2 separate regions of the Anas platyrhynchos genome follow, and region 1 is linked to region 2. A link is a contact called in public Hi-C data. All regions are on one chromosome and are shown on one strand. Each heading gives the region's core, a stretch centred on a gene start, on an enhancer-like site or on the middle of the called end of the contact. The rest is flanking DNA. Distances are from core to core; before and after follow the strand shown.

What was found. A called contact is a pair of places that touch in the nucleus more often than the background predicts.
Region 1: a Hi-C map of skeletal muscle shows a contact between it and region 2, with 3 times the contacts expected there. The contact joins the promoter of ATCAY here to the promoter of ACER1 in region 2. A contact is called at or near these places in 2 of 8 Hi-C or Micro-C datasets (skeletal muscle and subcutaneous adipose tissue).

What each region holds. Positions count from the first base shown.
Region 1 is chr29:5,793,576-5,796,668 of IASCAAS_PekinDuck_T2T, reverse strand. ATCAY (ATCAY kinesin light chain interacting caytaxin) reads right to left here and starts at 1,642. Exons shown (of 12, transcript XM_038169207.2): 1 at 1,248-1,642. It overlaps LOC139999752 (a long non-coding RNA gene), which reads left to right and starts at 1,662. Exons shown (of 3, transcript XR_011805262.1): 1 at 1,662-1,879.
Region 2 is chr29:5,520,293-5,523,029 of IASCAAS_PekinDuck_T2T, reverse strand. ACER1 (alkaline ceramidase 1) reads right to left here and starts at 1,379. Exons shown (of 7, transcript XM_072029238.1): 1 at 1,098-1,379.

The DNA.
Region 1 (3,093 bases), core at 393-2,892, 270 kb before region 2:
TCCCCATGCTTGTCCCTGTACCAAGAGAGAAATGGGAGAGGGTGATGAGACCTTCACAGGGTTGTTGAATGTCCTTTCACACCCCTGAAGAGTTCGCTCTCTACCTTGCTCTTAGGTAAATAAAAAAAAAAATAATTAAAAAAAAAAAAAAAATGGAGCACCTCAGATGGAGGCAAGGCAGATGTGCTGTTCCCAGGCCGGGGTTTCATCTGCACTGGTAAGAGCAGGAGAGATTCAGATCCAGGGGCCTTGTTCTCACATATACTAACACCCTGGTAGCGCCAGGGGCCCTTTAGACTACAAATATTGTTACCTTCATGAGAAGATTCCTACACTGCCAGCCAGCAAAAATCAGACTTTTCTACCTATTTCCCAGGGACTACATCTGTGTTTGGTGTGTAAGTGCAACCCCTTACAAAGTCCAGCTGAGGGAATGGGACCGGTCCTTGCAGAACCAGCTCCAGTTGGCAAGAGCAGAAATGGTTCTCTCAGCTGGCTACTGCTGCAGATGTGCTCAGTAGTACCTGAGCCCAAAGGGGACAAGGGCAGGCCTTATGTTATACAGAACATGCTCAGGTGAAATCAGCGCAAATGGTGGGCGCAGCATTAACCTGTCTGCTGCAGCACAATTTTGAATGTTCTTCCTGAGCTCGGCCCTTGTGCTCAATCCATTGCTATAAGGCTCTTCTAGAGAGCCAGTGCTTTTTCTGCTTCCTTGGAGGCTTGTATTTAAAGAAGGTGTCACTGGTAAAGAACTGGAGAAAAGTAAATCTGCCTGTGTGTATCTACTTTGAAGGAATTAAGTTGTGTAGAGGCCTGAGTAAATCAGGCATCCATCTTTATTACAGGCACTGACAGAGATAGGAATCAGAGCAAAGAGCTATCTGTGAGGGTTGCAGGGCTTTCTCTCTGACCAGCATCTCTGAGCCTTTCCTCACAGGGTGCACATTTTGTATTCTGGCCTTAACCACCGCGCCTGGATGCATGCAATGCCCATGACATGTCATACGTGTCCCCGTTTTTATATCCCAACTTGCAGGCAAGGGAGATACCTTGGGGCTCAGAGAGACTCCACCTTCCCTCCCTGCTCCCCATAGCTGTCATCTGCTTTCCGCTAGCCCTTGAAAGCATCATGGAGGGAGAAAGAGAAGGAGAAGAAATTGAAACGAGTCCCAGGGTGGAGCCTGATGTTTCTTAATATCAGACATTGCCTGGCAGTATGGAAGCCCAGATGACGCAGTACTCACCGATGCTTGTGGCTAACGAAGAACAAAGAAGATCCTGCCTGTATCCCAGCTGCGCATTCTTCCCAGTGCAGTCGGGCTGCTCAGGAGATTCAGTGCCTGGATCTGGATGCAGACGTGTGGTGCTTTCTCAGTGAATGACTGTGTGGTTGCATCTAGGTCTGCCTTTCTCGCAGGAGACAGTGCTTTGTGATGTGGATTTCACTGGGAGGGAATTGGGAGCTGTTATTTGTATTCTTCCGTGGTGATCGCTTTCTCAGCTGCCTCTCTCCCTTCCTATTTCACTATTTTCCTCTTGCAGCTGGCTAAGCATCAGCTCTCTTAAGTCAGCTAATTGCACTGCTTTTGTGTGTGAGGAGGATGGTGGTAGTGATGGGGGCGGGCGGGGGGGGGGATGGAGGGGGTGGTTTATGGGAGGATGGGTGGAGAGAAGAGCTGAAAGCACCCCCTCTCGGTGCCACCTCTCCTCCAATTGGCTGAGAGGTACCAAATATCTCCCATCACTCTTGCTTGGGATGAATGATGCTGCCAGGGACTAAGCACACCACCTCCTTGCTGTTTTCAGTGGAAGTGAGAGATGCCCCTCATCCAACAGGATCTGTTCCCTGAGAAGCCATGGAGCCGGCAAGGGATAGGTAGGAAGAGGAGGGCTTTTTAATAGAGTGCATCATTCACTGAGAAAGAAAAACGTGGTTTGAGCATGTGTTAGAATGCAAGGGAGCTTGTCTGTATCAGTGTTAAAGGTCCATCTTGCCTGGCACATACAGAGCTGATCTGTACTTAAAACTCAGGCACAGGTCTCACTTCTGGTGCCAAGTACTGTACAAATAGATCTGAGTTGTTCCTATTCCGGGGCTTCAGCTCCTGTTACTTGCTTCCAGGATGTCAGTAACAGCATTAGCCTGAGGCCTTTGCAAGTTTCTTTGTCTACTGTCAAAAATCCCTTTCAGGCTTGCACAGAGCAGACAACTTGCTTGGTGCTGTACTAAGATGAAGGTAGGTCATCTTTGTCTTTAGATCCCCCAGTGAAGGAAACAAAAATGGCTTTTCTTCTGAGTCTTAGCAGAAATGGTCTGAGAGAGGCTATTTCTTCTATTATATCAATAGATAGAACAGGGCTGTGAACTCCACATTTGCCTGCTGCACTAGGATTTTCTTATTACCACCTCTTAAAGATGCATTTGATTTTTTGCATTTGATTTTTTAAAGATGCATTTGATTTTTTGGAGGGCTGTTCCATGGACAGAGGGACTGCAATGATCTAGAGAGCAGGCCAGGGTGGGGAGATGAAGGAATGGGATATGGTGGAAGCAGGATTCTACTTATTGCACCTCTTTTTTTCTGTTGCAATAAGAATAGAGTCTTGTGGTCGTCTTGGCTCCCATGAAGTAGCAGTATTTTGCTGGGGGGCTCTACCAGCACTTTTGGTCAACACTGGCAAGGTCAGCAGGCTGAGGAGAAGGGCCTATGTGCTATGTTGCTGGCTAAGTTACAACATCATGAGGCCCTGCTCTGGAGGAGCCCTACTCTCCTTAGTCCTACTCTTCCACCTAGGAAATGCCTCTCCCATCACCTCAGCCATTTCATTCTTCTGTAACCACATGTACCTGCTAGGTGCTCCCATTCTCACCTGTTGGGAACTGGGACCTTGGGTTCATCAGCAGGGAGGCAGGCCTTACACAAGTGGCATAGCTCCATGCTGACATTGCTTTCTTAGGATCAGCAGCTCCTACAGGACGAGATGCTGAGGGCAATATTTCCTCAGTGGTAGCTAAGCACTAGCAGCTTGTAGCCATGTGCATCTACCAGCCATGTGTCTGGTGGATCCTGGATCATACCTCAGAGGAAT
Region 2 (2,737 bases), core at 130-2,629:
CCCCGTGCTAAAGACTTCCCCATTCTCAATGTGCGCATCATTTCTCATCCCTCTTTAATTCCTCTGGAAAAGTAAAATTTTCATCAAGTTTCTCATTTGCCACATTTTGTTACAAATTCTTGAGGCTTTAGAGCTGTTGGAGCGGCTGACGGACAGCTAAAGAGATGGATGCCAAGCTTAGCAGTGTTTGGCAACACTGTCCAAACCCCAGTGGCTGGGTATTTGGTATGCAAGAGCCACAGGAATTCCCTGAAGCAGGTGGAGCCCTGGGCACAGTGCAGGCTCCGCAGAGGGAGCAGGCAGCAGCGTGACACCGACGATGCCGATAGCATCCTGGAGCTCCCAAGGCACAGGTCGGAAAGGAGAGCTTTCTGCTCTTTGGAAACCCTTTCAGCATTGAATCTAGCACAGGGAAGGGAAGTTTATCTTAAAATCACTCATCAGCTAGTGGTGTTCTTACAGAGAAACAGACAAGTCCCTGTTTGCAGCAGTGCCAGCTGAGTAACACCACAGAGCTGAGCAGGGGCAGGAGGTGTGCAGTGGTGTGAGGCAACTGCAGCTTCCTCTGCCTCTCTTCCCAAGAAGAATTTCAAAGGGATAAAGCCAGGAGTAGCACTAACACAAACAAGCTCATCTACAGCCTCCTGCTTCTACCAAATAAACTGACTTGTGGATAAACCTCCATTGCTCTTTTCCAATTGCCAGTTAGCAATGCCCCCTCGGTGATCCAGGCTGGAGGGTTCCCCAGAGCAGCTGAGCCCCAAGCAGCATGAAGTAGATGGCAGGCAGATTGGGCTGAGGTCTGACTCTTTGTGATCCGTGTTTCCGTGTGCTCATCTGCACCGCAGTGACCCTCTCCTGATCCCTGGTGTTCTGTGTTACGTGCTTACAGCAATGCAAGTGGTTGCACCAGGTAAGAACGGAATCAGACCCAAGAGGGTAAAGCCCATCTCCCAGCTGAGCTGACCTCAGTCAAGAGGTGGCAAGGGGACAGTGTAGACATGAGGCAGAGGCAGCAAAAGGGAAGGGAAAAGCAGCACCCAGAGCACCCAGCGGCCGCTCGCTCACTGCTCACCTCTCACCCCAGCCCAGCTTACCTGTGTTCCCTTGGGACGGAGCACGCGGAGAGGTGAAGTGTCAGGAGCTCCAAGGTTTCCAGCAGAGCTGAAGCCACAACCTGCCTGGCCACCCTAGCTCTGCAGGAGCACCCACGGTTTGAGATCACTGGGAGCAGCCGCCAGGAAATAGCCTTTCTCTGACTCTAGGGACAGCTTTGGGATGTGACGAGAGCCATGAGCACCCTCCAGGCAAAGCTTCCAGTCCCCCAGAGGAAACATATTGGCTGGAGGGTTTATATCTGTGCTCCCAAATGGGCAGGGGCAGAGAGGGAGGGCAGAGAAGCGTGAGCTGGAAGGGTTGGAAGAGCGGGTAGAAATGCAGTCTGAAATCATCAGCGTGCCCCTAGGCAGGTTACCTGCGCACGCGCACACACCCCAACCCTAACCCTGTTTCTCCCAAGGGAGGGACCGAGCTGTACAGCCTTCCTCCAAGATCTGGTTAAAAAACAATAAAACAAATTTCACCCAGAAACAAACACTCAGGAGCTGATGCTGCCTTATTTCCAAGGATTAAATTTGAGCAGCTTTTCAACTTTTCCCCAACTGCTGCTATACCGTATGTTCCCCAAAATAAATCACATTTCCTCTAGCTAGTATATTTTGTTATTTAGTTAAAGAATTGGGAGAATGGGACACCTTTGGATTACTGCTTTGCAAACCTTTTCCTCTGGAATCGCATTCAGGATATCATGAAAATTGGCAGCAATCCCAAAGACCAAAATCTTTTTCTTCTACATAGGGTTGGGAGAAGAAGAAACATGTTGCTTTCTTAAATATAAAAGCTGATTATTTGGCCAGTTCCTCCTGTTGGAGCAGGGGAGACACCGGGCTCAGCATCACCAGGCAGTCTCCAACCAAGACCCGAGGTGTCCCCATCCCTGTCTGTGTGCTTACTGAGGGTCACAGCTGCCTTTGCTGTTACATTTCCAGGCATCCTGGGCTGGATTTGCCCTGAGGCCTGGCTCTTTGTGAAGCTTAGCCATTTATTTTTATACTTCTATAAAAAGGAACTCACCTGGGAGATGTCAGGGCTTACAAAAGCCTCACAAATCCACATAGATTTTGAAATGAGTGGGTAATTAACCTCTGAAACAGCTTATCTTACAACACGGTTGAGTTGCCATTACATGCGACTAAGCCAAGGCTGTCTGTCTGTCTAGGACAGATGCCACGTCTCAGTGCAGGTGCTCAGAGCAGCGAGCTGCTCCCTGCCCTGGATGCCTGCACCACGGTGCTGGAGGAGCTCAGAGGGAAATTTGCTTCTCATTCAATTCCAGCTCCTGAATGAACCATGGGAGTATGAGATGGATGGGCGCGCATGCTGAAGGAAGGCACCCGGTTTCCCAGGGGATGGCAGCAAGAAGCAAGTGCTAGCTCATCCCTCACACCATGGGGGGAGGCAGCCAAGGGCCAGTCTCCACCAAGGAGGGCATTTGGAAATGAGGCAGGACATCACCAGATACATGATGCCTGGCTCATGCAAATGTCTTTGAAAACAATGAGTTTTCCCATCCCAAAACCTCTGGCATCCTTGGCATGACCAACGCACATGAGCATCACTGATGTGTCCTGTGCTACACGGCGAGTAAGTAACCGGGGAGGATGTCAGGAATCTGCAT